2 separate regions of the Sus scrofa genome follow, and region 1 is linked to region 2. Evidence: chromatin contacts called from public HiChIP or PLAC-seq data. All regions are on one chromosome and are shown on one strand. Each heading gives the region's core, a stretch centred on a gene start, on an enhancer-like site or on the middle of the called end of the contact. The rest is flanking DNA. Distances are from core to core; before and after follow the strand shown.

Evidence for each region. HiChIP or PLAC-seq counts read pairs in DNA pulled down with a chosen protein or histone mark.
Region 1: a contact with region 2 is called in an H3K27ac HiChIP or PLAC-seq map of skeletal muscle. The contact joins two enhancer-like sites. A contact is called at or near these places in 2 of 2 datasets of contacts at active chromatin or transcription factors (alveolar macrophages and skeletal muscle).

Annotation. Positions count from the first base shown.
Region 1 is chr1:98,649,698-98,655,843 of Sscrofa11.1, reverse strand. The region is part of intron 16 of DYM (dymeclin); the gene reads left to right. Among named protein-coding and RNA genes, the nearest start is that of SMAD7, 110 kb to the right of the region's middle. Within about 2 kb of position 3,008, at least 7 of the 83 cell types and tissues checked have an H3K27ac peak or open chromatin away from gene starts, as enhancers often do. A contact at or near this core is called in skeletal muscle, where this site is marked.
Region 2 is chr1:98,362,695-98,368,478 of Sscrofa11.1, reverse strand. The region is part of intron 9 of CTIF (CBP80/20-dependent translation initiation factor); the gene reads right to left. Among named protein-coding and RNA genes, the nearest start is that of TRNAD-GUC, 140 kb to the right of the region's middle. Within about 2 kb of position 4,493, at least 10 of the 83 cell types and tissues checked have an H3K27ac peak or open chromatin away from gene starts, as enhancers often do. A contact at or near this core is called in skeletal muscle, where this site is marked.

The DNA of each region.
Region 1 (6,146 bases), core at 1,759-4,258, 290 kb before region 2:
CACCAAATCAGGTTTTTGAATCATTTAATAACGTCATTTAATAAAATGACAGTAATCATTTTACTGTCTTCAAGGAGATAAAAACACAACTAACTTATCAATAGCATTTTTTAATACTTTTTTTCATACTATTTCCCATTATGGTTTAGCACAATAAATTTTTTTTTTTACTTTTTGGAAAGCATCACCTGCATTCCCAAAGAGAACAAGCCTGAGTCTGAAGGAGTTTTGGGGTTGAGGTAATGAATATGTTTCCTATATGAGAACAATTTCTTAAAAAGTAATCTTATACACTAGTCATTTAATATGAATTCCTGTTTACTTGGCCCGTACGACTGTTAAGGCTGTTAAGGATTTTTGTGGTTTTATTTATACATGTTTGTACCTTCTTTTTAGAATTGGGAGCTAAGGGTGTTGCATCTCTTCTAGTGCTCATGTTCTTTGGTTCCGGGCTTTCTTCATGTTAAGGTTCAGGAAAGTAATACAGATTTTTCAGGCTAACCTAGACCTGTCCAGTTGACACTGAGGGGCCCCGTCTTCTAGATGGCTCTCCCTCACATTGGTGGACTCACTTTATATCAGCAAATTAAGAATCATTGGGAGCACTCTGCTTCTGTCCCTTTCCTCTAGATTTGCTAATTCTAATCCCCTTTGTCAGTCCTCATGACTGTGAAACAAACCTCCGTTTGTGCCTTTCATTCATCAGTCTCACACGTTAGAGTAACCACTTGGCCAGGACTGTTGCGTCTGACAGGAAGTCACAGGTCTGGCTCAGACCTCACTCATGGACCATGCTTGCGACACTGGGAAATGCTGCCGTAGGAAGCACTGAGGTTGAACTTTAGGTTGTAAAATGCATGCCATTAGAATTAGGGGATTTTAGGAGGATTTTCTCCAAGTAGATAGAAGAAAACATTGACTTAGCAGCCCCAAGGCTTTTCATGTACCGCTTGGAATAGATTGTTCTTTCCATAAGCAGAGGGAATGAAATTCTCCCATATAATGGATACGTGGGAGTGTTGATTAGCAGAGCCTGGTTTTAACTTCTTGCTCAGGAATAATTAAGGCCTGACTTTTCTGAGGGTGGGGTGCCCCTGGAAGGCTTGCAAAATTGTCACATTTACTTATAATTTAAATCCTAAGAATGTTCAAAGGAGATAACTCAAGAAATTAAAGACAACTTCTTATCTCTGTCTGTCCTAGTTGGAATTCTCTTTCCAGATAACTCTTTGACCTGCTCTGGCCAAGGCTGTGTTCCCACCTGACATAACCACACAAATGCTCTTCCTCTCAGAGGCACATCCATCAGGGCCAGGGCAGTGCCAGCAAAGCCCCTCATCTGCCCTTGTCCCCCACATGTCACCCACCTGTAACTCCCAGCATGGACATTCCAGACACAGCAAAGATCCTTGTTCTGCCAGAATTTGTCTAAACATGATTTAGAATCTTTCTCTAAATCTTTATCTCCCACCTAATTTACATATTAATCTGAAAAAATAATCTGAAAAGTGTAAAGAAATATTATCACAGACACTGTAGTTAGGGTTTAACTGTTAGATTTTGAGGTCATACCACACACACTCACACCCCCCCACTTTTTTTTTTTAAACCCATATTGCAGTCTTTTTTTTTTTTTTTTTTTTTTTTTTGTCTTTTTGCCATTTCTTGGGCTGCTCCCTAGGCATGTGGAGATTCCTAGGCTAGGAGTCGAATCGGAGCTGTAGCCGCCAGCCTATGCCACAGCCACAGCAACGTGGGATCCAAGCCGAGTCTGCAACCTACACCACAGCTCACGGCAACTCGGGATCCTTAACCCACTGAGCCTGGCCAGGGATCGAACCCACAACCTCATGGTTCCTAGTCATATTCGTTAACCACTGAGCCACGACGGGAACTCCAAAACCCATATTGCAGTTTTGACAAGAGTAAGTGAAGGACTCAATAAAAATGGAGCTTGTCTCAGTTTACCTACCAGGCATCGGGTCATGACTAGTGCACGTGGATGGGCTCACTTTGTCTTCCATAGTTAGATGGATATTGAAATATAAAATAGGACCATGACCACCTACATCAACATCATTCATTATCCATGATCTGATTTTCCCATGTGAGACTATACCGGCAGTAAGGCGATGGTAAGGAAAACAGGCAATTTGAGAAGTAAATTAATCTATTAGTCTTGAAGTATTGCCCTCCCCCCCAAGCCCCAGTAAGTCAGTGCATTTGCTTCTGAAAGGGACATAGGCTTAATTTGGCTCATTTTATCCCAAATAAATTTGGGCAGTTATTCCACTAACTCACTTAGTGAGCAGGACTCAGTTTTCCCAACTCTTTTTTCCTCCCATACCTCTTGAGTTTTTCTACAAACAGCAATTTTTACCTCTTTGTTGGTTTAGTCCTTTGTTCACTCACTGAGCAAGTATCTCTTAAGCACCTAACGATATTCTAGCACTGAGGGGACATATCCGTAGGAAAAAAAAACACTGCCCTTATGGAGCTTAGATTCTACTTAGAATTTTTTTTTTTTGTAGGAATGCGTTCTTTTTTGCTTTTTAGGGCCATACCGGTGGCATGTGGGAGTTCCCAAGCTAGGGGTCAAATCAGAGCTATAGCTGCCAGCCTATGCCACAGCTACAGCAATGTGGGATCCGAGTTTCGTCTTTGACCTACAACACAGCTCATGGCAACACCCAATCCCCGACCCACTGAGCAAGGCCAGGGATTGAACCTGAATCCTTATGCATCCTAGCCACATTCATTTCCACTGACCCACAACAGGAACTCCCAGGAATGCCTTTCTTTCTCCAGGCTCTCACTCTCTTGGCCAGATATCTGAGTCCGCACTGCAGGAAGGACCAGCAATTCCAATCATCTGTGGCTCCCCCTCTGGGCTCACTTTCAGCACAGGAAGTTCTGCCAGTAAATTCTCTGCTGTTGCCCTTCATCTCCCACTGTGGGATCAAAACGTTCTCTCCCTCCCAGCCTTCAGTATTGCAATTGGTTTGCCTTTGAAACAGGGCCTGGACTCAGTGCTGCATTCAGTCTTCTTGAGGAGTTGACACACTTGGCAACGTCAGTTGCCATCTCAGAGCCAATGACTTTTAAATTGGAAATATCTATCCCTAGCCTACCTGTTCTCTCAACTCTAGTCTCTCCAAATAAACAGACTTGTTATCCTGACCCTCAAGACCCCCCCTCTCCTTGTCTTTCCAGCAGTGTCTCCAGCCACCAGCCTTGCTGTGCGCTGGTCCCACATGACTGGCCAGGCCCACAGGTGAGACGCTGGCCTCTCTGTTGGCTCACAAGGGCCTCTGGACATGCAACGCCAGCTCCCTCCCTGCCACCCGTCCTGCCCCTGCAGGGCAGAACCCATCTGTCAGGGCCTTTCTCAAACTCCCCCTGCAGCAGGAGAGCCTGTCCTTTCTTCCTCCTCCTCCAGGCCACCCTATCAGCCCCCAGAAAAGAGAGAGAAATTTAAAACTGAAGACCTGCTCCTCCTCAGGAACCCCTTAACCTGGACCTGTGAGAGAAGGGTCTGACGGGGACATTCACGCAGACTTCTGACTCACATGGATCTCAGATTCTGGCTGATGGCGTGATGGTGAGTTTGTGGAGGGCTCATCACAGGTGCGGCTGCAACCTTCTGTTGTATCCTTCTGTTTTGCCCCTAGTCACAGAAGCCATTAGTGTGGCTCGTAATCCTCAGAGATGGCAAAACAAGGTCCTGAGAGGGAGGTGCGGTCGCCCAGCCTGAGCTTTCAGGATAGGGGTGTGTGCTCACCCTGTAGCTCCCTTTTTGGTGATAACTTACTGCCCAGAGAGGTCCGTGAGGTCCCCGCTGCCTGGCCGGCCATCATGCTCTTAGGTATGCAAGGTATCGTGACTGCCCTCCGAGCCTCCTCATGGTGGACTTCTTCCTTCTAGCTTTGTATTTCCTCATTTGTAACTTTTAATAAATAGCCCTCTATAATCTTCTGTATTTTGAATTTAGGTTTTTCACTAATTTTGAAACGAATTTGCATAAAATGGAACTGCTCCACGGTCAGCAGTGCTGTTATTCGTAGGCCAGTGCTTATCTTTTGCTTATCAAGTTAGGTAATAATATGTGATCCATCAGCAGCACATTCCATTATGCATAGAAGAGTAGGCCGTGGCCTCCTTGTTCAGACCATAATTGAGCTGAGTTGATCATATGGATTCTTTTCCTGGAGCTTGCTCTTCAAAGCCGACCAGCAGTCTTCCAAGCCCAGTGTTAGCCAGTCTGCCTGGGAGAACACCTCTCCTGAGCATTGTTCTTCCATCTTGTGTCACGTTCTGCCTCCTGCTAAATCATACCCCCGTTAGAGGAGCAACAGCTATTCCTCTTTCCTCTGCAGCCTCAAGCACAGTGCTTCATAGATAGTTGGCGCTCACCAACGTTTAGTTGAAGGACCCAGTATTAACACAGAGTAAAAGAAGGGAGGAAGAATTCCCATCATGGTTCAGTGGTAACAAACCGGACAGTATCCATGAGGGTACGGGTTTGATCCCTGGCCTCGCTCAGTGGGTTAAGGATCCAGAGTTGCCGTGAACTGTGGTGTAGGTTACAGATGCATCTTGGATCCCGTGTGGCTGTGGCTGTGGCTGGCAGTTGTAGCTCCGATTCGACCCCTAGCCTGGAAACTTCCACATGCCTTGGGTGCAGCCCTAAAAAGACCAAAAAAAAAAAAAAAAAAAAGAAAAGAAAAATAGGGAAGAAATACTAGGGAAACTGGTTCATCATCCAACATCACCCCTGGATAAAATAATCGCCTGTAAAATGCCTACCTTGATATCTTTTTAAGACAGAATCTTGAAACCAGTTTACTCTCCAGCTGTGCAGAACCTGCCCACAGTAGCCCCTTCGTGCATTGTAGGAGCTCTCCTCGTCTGTCCCACCCCATCTCCCAGCAGTGACAGGCCACCTCGCTACTGACCATCACCAGTCACTTGCCTATTTAGAGGCTTGATACAGTCTTTTCAGGAATTTTTTTTTTTAATGTGTTATCTAGCTATTTGATTTTAAATTGCACCAAGCACTCTTGGAGCCATGTCAGTGCTTGCTGGCGTTTCTAATGCTATCTATATAATCTTTAGGTAGAAGAGGAAAAACGCCATTGAACTTTTGTGGTAATATAGTTATTGCAGTTGAGCCCTACATCTGTTTGCTGAACTTCCTGTGGGTTTTCACCAGATCACATGGCTGACAGCAGAGACAGTCTTTAAAGCTTTTGGTCTGCTTGTTATACCCGAGTCTCAACCACCAAATCAGACCTTTGCTTTGTCTCTGGGCCGGGCGTCCGGATGTCCCACTGTGGTGGGTTGATTCACTGGAGCTGATAAAAACATTCCGGCCAAATTCGAGCGTCTAGCATTACCTCTGGCTCCAAAAATCAAAACAACAAGATTGTTGTAAGTAGCTTTGGATTGAGACCAAGCTCCAGGCTTGAGAGATGGGTTTTTCCCTCCTCATTGAGCTGAGTCACAAGACAACTGTCTTGGAAAGAGAGGGGCGGAAACCTGCCCCCTGCTGGCCCCTTCCAGATGCAGTCTGTGGAAACAAAGCCGCCATCCCCCCTGAGCTCTTCCTCCACCTGCCCAGAGCTTTAGTGGTCCTCAGGTGCATCCACCCAGCTGTCACTGGCTGGAGCCCACAAGGGGACCGAGGAGGCGGGAGAGAAGATGGGGTAGAAAGGTGAGGACCCAGGAATGCCCTGTGGCCTGGGCATCACTGGCCAAGTCAGGAGTGAAGGTGCTTGAGCGAGGAGGCTGGACTTGGCTGAGCCATCACAGGATGCATTATCGCTCCCCACAGGCTTGAAAAGAACATAAAGGGAAGAGTGACTCTTTCTAGGTTGCTGATCTGACATTTAGAATATGACATTTTTTGGACTGAATCCTGACAAAATGTGTCCCCAGTGTCCAGTGCTAAATAAAACCTTTTGGGAGTTCCCATTGTGGCTTAGCAGAAACAAATCTGACTAGCATCCATGAGCCCGCAGGTTGGATCCCTGGCCTTGCTCATTGGGTTAAGGATCTGGTGTTGCCGTGAGCTGTGGTGAAGGTCACAGACAAGGCTCGGATCCCATGTTGCTGTGGCTGTGGTGTAGGCTGGCAGCTACAGCTCC
Region 2 (5,784 bases), core at 3,244-5,743:
GACACTGTATGATTCCACTTAAATGCGGTACACACAGAGCAAAGAGTGTGAGAATTCACGGAGACAGAGGGAGCATGGAGATGCAGAAGGCTGAGGAGGTATTGTTTGGTGGCTAAAGGGCTTGTTTGGGATGATGAAAGGGTTCTGGGGGTGGATGGTGGTAGTGGTGCTGCAATGCTGTGGTTGTGCTTATGTCCTTCAAAATGGTTAAGACGGTAAATTTCATGTTGCACCTATCTTGCTGCAGTTAAAAAAAATGCCAAATAAAAAAACTAAATTGGGAGTTCCCATTGTGGCACAGTGGTAATGTACCTGACTAGTATTCCTGAGGATGTGGGTTCGATCCCTCGCTTAGTGGGTTAAGGATCCAGCATTGCCGTGAGCTGGGGTGTAGGTCGCAGACACAGCTCAGATCCTGTGTTGCTGTGGCTGTGGCTGTGGCTGGCAGCTATAGCTCTGATTAGACCCCTAGTCTGGGAACTTCCATAGCCATACATGTGGCCCTAAAAATCAAAAAATACAAAAAATTTAAAAATAAAATAAAAAAACCAAATCGAACAAGCCAACAATGAAACCTTCTCTCTTTAACCTCTCCTTGGAGTCCAGTTTTCCTGATAAGGCTTCCTCACTCTGCTGGATTAGTTAGTGCTTTGGTCAGGCCATCGTGCTCTTCGAGCTTTTATAGGGAATGCCAGACTCCTTGGGGCGTTGAGGACCCTGAGTCCAGAGAAAGACCTTGGGGAATCACTCAAGACTATTTGCTTCCCTTTGAAAGGATGACCCTCTGTGTCCCCTCCCTGCCCAGGGGCCACTGCTATCCCTGTGGCTGGGGGCCTCCCTAGGGAGTCAGGGACAGGGCGGTGAGCAGTTACATAACCCGCAGGGAGATTTTTTTTTCATCAGCCCAGGCGGTGCCAGCTTTCCAGCGGCGGCTGCGGCAGGTAGAGGCGCCCTGTCTGGGCCGGCCGTGCCCGGGCAGGGCAGCGATGCAGCGATCTGGGGTGGCTTAACATAGCTCAGATTCCCGGCGGCGGCTGGGGGCTGGCCACTTGCTGAGCTGCGGCAAAGGAACTGCTGTGTCCTGCTGGCCTGGCTCTGAGGAGGGGCAGGGGGAGGAGGAGCTGGGGGTGAGCTGCCAGCCAGCCAGGGGTGACCCTCTGGAGCCCGGGACACCCGAGCTGCCTTCTCCGATAACCCACTTATCTGCAGGGCCTGCCTCGACGTGGCAGCCTCAGACAGGGGAGTGCCCGGCCAAGTTCTATCAGGGGAATTAACGGGGGAAAATGAAGCCGGGGTGGGGGGTGAGGGTGTGCCTGGCAAGGAACATGGGCGATGGTGAAACAATTCCTGCCCTGGGTAAAGCTCCCCACCAGAGCTGGGAGGAGAAGGACACTGTGCATCCTTTCTGCTGCCCTGGCACCTGACCGCCACATCTTGGTCCCCATGGGCTGAAGCTCCAGGGAGCAGCATCTGATGCTTGCCGAATACCTGCTGTGCGGGCATGGTGGTGGACACGAAGATGACTCAGACAGTCTTGGCCCCCAAGACACCTCGGGACAGAGCCTCCCATGAGAAAACCTTGCCTGGCAGCCTGCCATCCTGGGCTTCTTCCAGGACTGATATTTGTTTTTCCTCTGCTTATTTTCAGATTAAAAAAAAGCAAAATGCTTTTTTCTTTCCTGTTCCAGTCACAGACTGCTTCTGTCCCACGGGGCATTCCAAAGTTCTCAAAGGGGCCTTAGAGTGACCATTTTTGGAAGCCACTGTGCCCCCACCAAGTCAGAAGAACCTGACTTGAAACCTTCCAGCCGGGTTCTTGAGTAAGAATCCCCTTCCAGCTGGGTCCCCTTAGACTTGGGACAGTGTCCCCATCAGCACAAAGTAAAGGAAGACGAGAAGAGAGGGAGGATTGGCAGATCTCTCTCTCTGTCTCTCTTACACACACACACACACACACACACACACACACACACACACACACACACGCACGCGCACACACACGCACACACATGGCTCCTGCACGGCACGCTGTACATAGCAGGTGCTCAACGAGTGTTGTTTTTTGTTTGTTTTTAGGACTGAACCTGCAACATATGGAAGTTCCCAGGCTAGGGGTCTAATCAGAGCTACAGCGGCTAGCCTACACCACAGTCACAGCAACACCAGATCTGAGCCGTGTCTGCGACTTAACACCACAGCTCACGGCAACGCCAGATCCTTAACCCATTGAGTGGGGCCAGGGATTGAACCCGCATCCTCATGGATACTAGCTGGGTTCGTTCCCGCTGAGCCACAACAGGAACTCCTTGATGAGTGTTTGTTGAGAGGAAGATATGAAGATTGGAAGGAAGAAGGTAAAATTCACTCATTCCAAAGCAAGGGGGGGCAACAAGTTGGGCAGGTGGCACAGCCCCATCCCCTCCCCCCGCCTCCCCCTGGTTCTGGTCGGGGGGTGCTAAGAGCCTGGGTACCAGCCAGGCATCGCTGTCCCCAGTGGGGGAGCTGTGTCTGCCATGGACTCCTATGCAGGCCAAGCTCCTGTGACAGGCCATGTGAGGCAAGCCTGCTGGAGCCCACCGTCGGGGAATGTGTGTGCCTGCTCTGCCTGGCCCTTGCCTGCAAGTGCACCAATGACTCACAGGGTGCCCACGGAGCAACATTTTCTAAGAAAAAGAGACCTTCGGTGGACCTCCAAAACCACCCTCCATAACTTGCCCATGGGGAGCATTGCTTGCATTGCCCACTAGCCCTTCGCTTCCTCCCCTCTTGATTTCTAGCAACCAGTGGAGAGGAGCTTGGGGTGGGTACAGCCCAGGGCTTTGCTCAGGCTCTGGAATGCGCAGAACAATGTGCTTCTATCCCTGGGTATGCCTGGCTTGGGCCAACAGTAAAATTAGTTTACATGCCTGGAGTGCACATCGGCTCAGCGGTGGGCGTGCAGGAGTTAGGGCGGAGCTCAGGGTTGAGGGACAGGGTGCGAGGGGAGAGCCAGTCTCAGGAAGAACAGATGTGCGGTTCATCTGCATATAGCAGATGGAGAGGTGCTTCCTCAGACACCGTCAGCCCTCCCTTGGCCTGGAAAGCCCAGAGACCCAGAGACAATTGGAAACCCAGTGGGATTCTTCTAGGAAGACGGATTTTGAAATCCCCGCTGATAGCTTCATGAGATGGATTCCTGATTTCCCCAACTTTCTGACCCTTACACCCTATCTGGGAGTGGGGGTGGCATGGGAGCTAAGAACTTGGGGTGCTGGACCGAACCCAGTTTGGCCCCATGACTTTGGGTAAGGCTTGTAGTCTTGCTGAGCCACTGTCTCATCTGTAAACGTGGGGGATGATTCCTGGCTGGAAAGTGCTCAGGAGAATGGAGATGCCCATCTCACACCGGGAAGCAATGGTACCTAAGGCTAAGGGCTGTGTCCCTGCCACCTACAGGCCCTGGTTGAGCACCCACTCTATACCAGGATATACCATGATGCCAGCAGCAGGGGACCAATGACCACACAGCCAGGATTCCTGACCTCAAGAAACTTACAACTCAGAGCTGGTTAGAATCCCCTGACTCAATGTTTGTCCATCTCCTCTCTCCTTCTGTAAAAGACTGGGGTTAGGAACTCCAGTTTGGGGTAAAGAGGAACAACTTTTGATTTTCCTGAATCCTGTCTCCTGGAGACACCTGGGAGATAAGGAGCTTCCCTTTTATGAATTGAGTTCAAGGAATAGCTCGGTCCGTCTGCCCAAGCCAGTGAATATGGGACCAAGACAGGGGCAGAGATGAGAGAAAAAGGATAGGAGAGGGGTGGATGGGTTCTACAAGCCCTGAAGACGTAGAGTGCATTTTTTTTTTTTTTTTTTTTGTCTTTTTAGGGCCGCACCTGAGGCATATGGAGGCTTCCAGGCTAGGGGTTGAATCGGAGCTGTAGCCGCTTGCCTACACCACAGCTCACAGCAATGCCAGATCCTTAACCTACTGAGCGAGGCCAGGGATCGAACCCATGTCCTCACGGATGCTAGTCGGGTTTGCTAACCACTGAGCCACAATAGGAACTCCCAGGGTGCATTTTGATTCATCGAGGGGGCAGCCAAACCAGAAAGTCTTGAATGCACCTTCTAGGGCTGAAACCTACAGTTAAAATCACTCCCAGAGGAGTTCCCATGGTGGTGCAGTGGAAACGAATCTCACTAGGAACCATGAGGTTGTGGGTTCGATCCCTGGCCATGCTCAGGTTAAGGATCTGGTGTTGCCACGAGCTGTGGTGTAGATTGCAGACGAGGCTTGGATCCCATGTTGCACAGGTCGGCAGCTGTAGCTCCAATTGGACCCCTAGCCTGGGAACCTCCATGTGCCATGGGTATGGCCCTAAAAAGCAGAAAAAAAAAAAATCACTCCCAGAGACCCCTGGCACCATGGAGCTCCTGTCACCACTCAATGAGTTTCGATGTATCAAAAGCCCCAAACATAATGCTTAGTGGTGACCCAGCTTGAAACTCTGAAGAGTCAATCCATTTTCTAGCTCTAGGTCAGCTTTGTAAGAGGCAGTCTTCTAGAAGGTCCTGGTAGAGAGCAATTTATTTTAAAATCTGGTCACATGCCAGGTTCTGATTTTGCGTTGTCTTTTCACAACAGCCCTGCTGTGTTTACAACTTGGTGAGATGAGGGGTTCTTTTTTTTTTTTTTCTTTCAAAAAAAGGTATTGCCTCCTTCTGTTAGATGTGTTGTTGACAACGGTTGCTAGGGAGAGTTGGGTTCAGTTACAGACACACTGATGCCTGCTCTAATAATACTTTGCTCTGCATAGCTCAGATGCAGACACCTCTTGGCTAAACAGGGCACACACATTTCAACAGAGGAGGGCTTGAACTTACACTACCCAAGCATATCTCGGCAAAGGAGCACTCCCTGAGCCCAGAGCGGAGGGCCCAGGGTGGTGACGGGGCAGAGCTGGGTGGAGGGGGCGCAGGCCTCCAATTCTTATCATTCCAAAGGTCCCATAAAAAGAGGCACACTCATTCTTCACCTCGCTGTGAAACCAGAGCCCCCTCCCCCTCATCATGCCACAATTCCCTGGTGAAGATCAAGGCAGTGTTTTGGTGACTTCTGTAACCTGGGGGCTGTGGGCAGCCCACGATCTCCTGGAAGTCAGAATCCATCAATGTGGGATCCTGCAAACATGCGGCTGGCAGTCGGGAGGCATGCGGCAGGCTAGTCAGGGAAACGGATCACATCCTCAGCTTTATGGGGGCCCCCACCTTTCGACCTGAGTTGTGAGCGCGGCCCTTTTCCTACAACACGTGATAGGTGATCCAACAAATGTCTGAGGCCAAGAAAAAGGAAAGCGAACCCAGGGTCAGGGGGCAGTTGCTGAGAGCAGAAATGGAGCTAGCAGGGGAGGAGACGCAGCTCTGGCCCCCTGGTGAGTGTGGTGAACGCAGAGGGTTTCCAGGAGGGATCTCAGAACAGTAAGGTGCCTAAGAAAGGCCCCCTGAGATGGTCCAGCCCAGCTCCCTCCCTGCACAGAGGGGAAACTGAGGCTGGGCTGCCCTCATCTTCTGCTTTGATGTTCTCCCAGCTTGGGCTCTGAATCCTCTGCATTGCTCAGCAGAGTCCAATCCCTGGTCCGAGTTTCCTGCCTGGTTCACAAGGGCGGGGCTAGTGGGTTGGTATGTGACAATGGCGGCACAGTTGGGGTATCTCTGGAGGATCTTCCTAACAATGATGCTCAGCCTACTGCATTGCAGAATCAGCTGGAAAGTCCTTTTTTTTTTTGTCTTTTTAGGGCCACA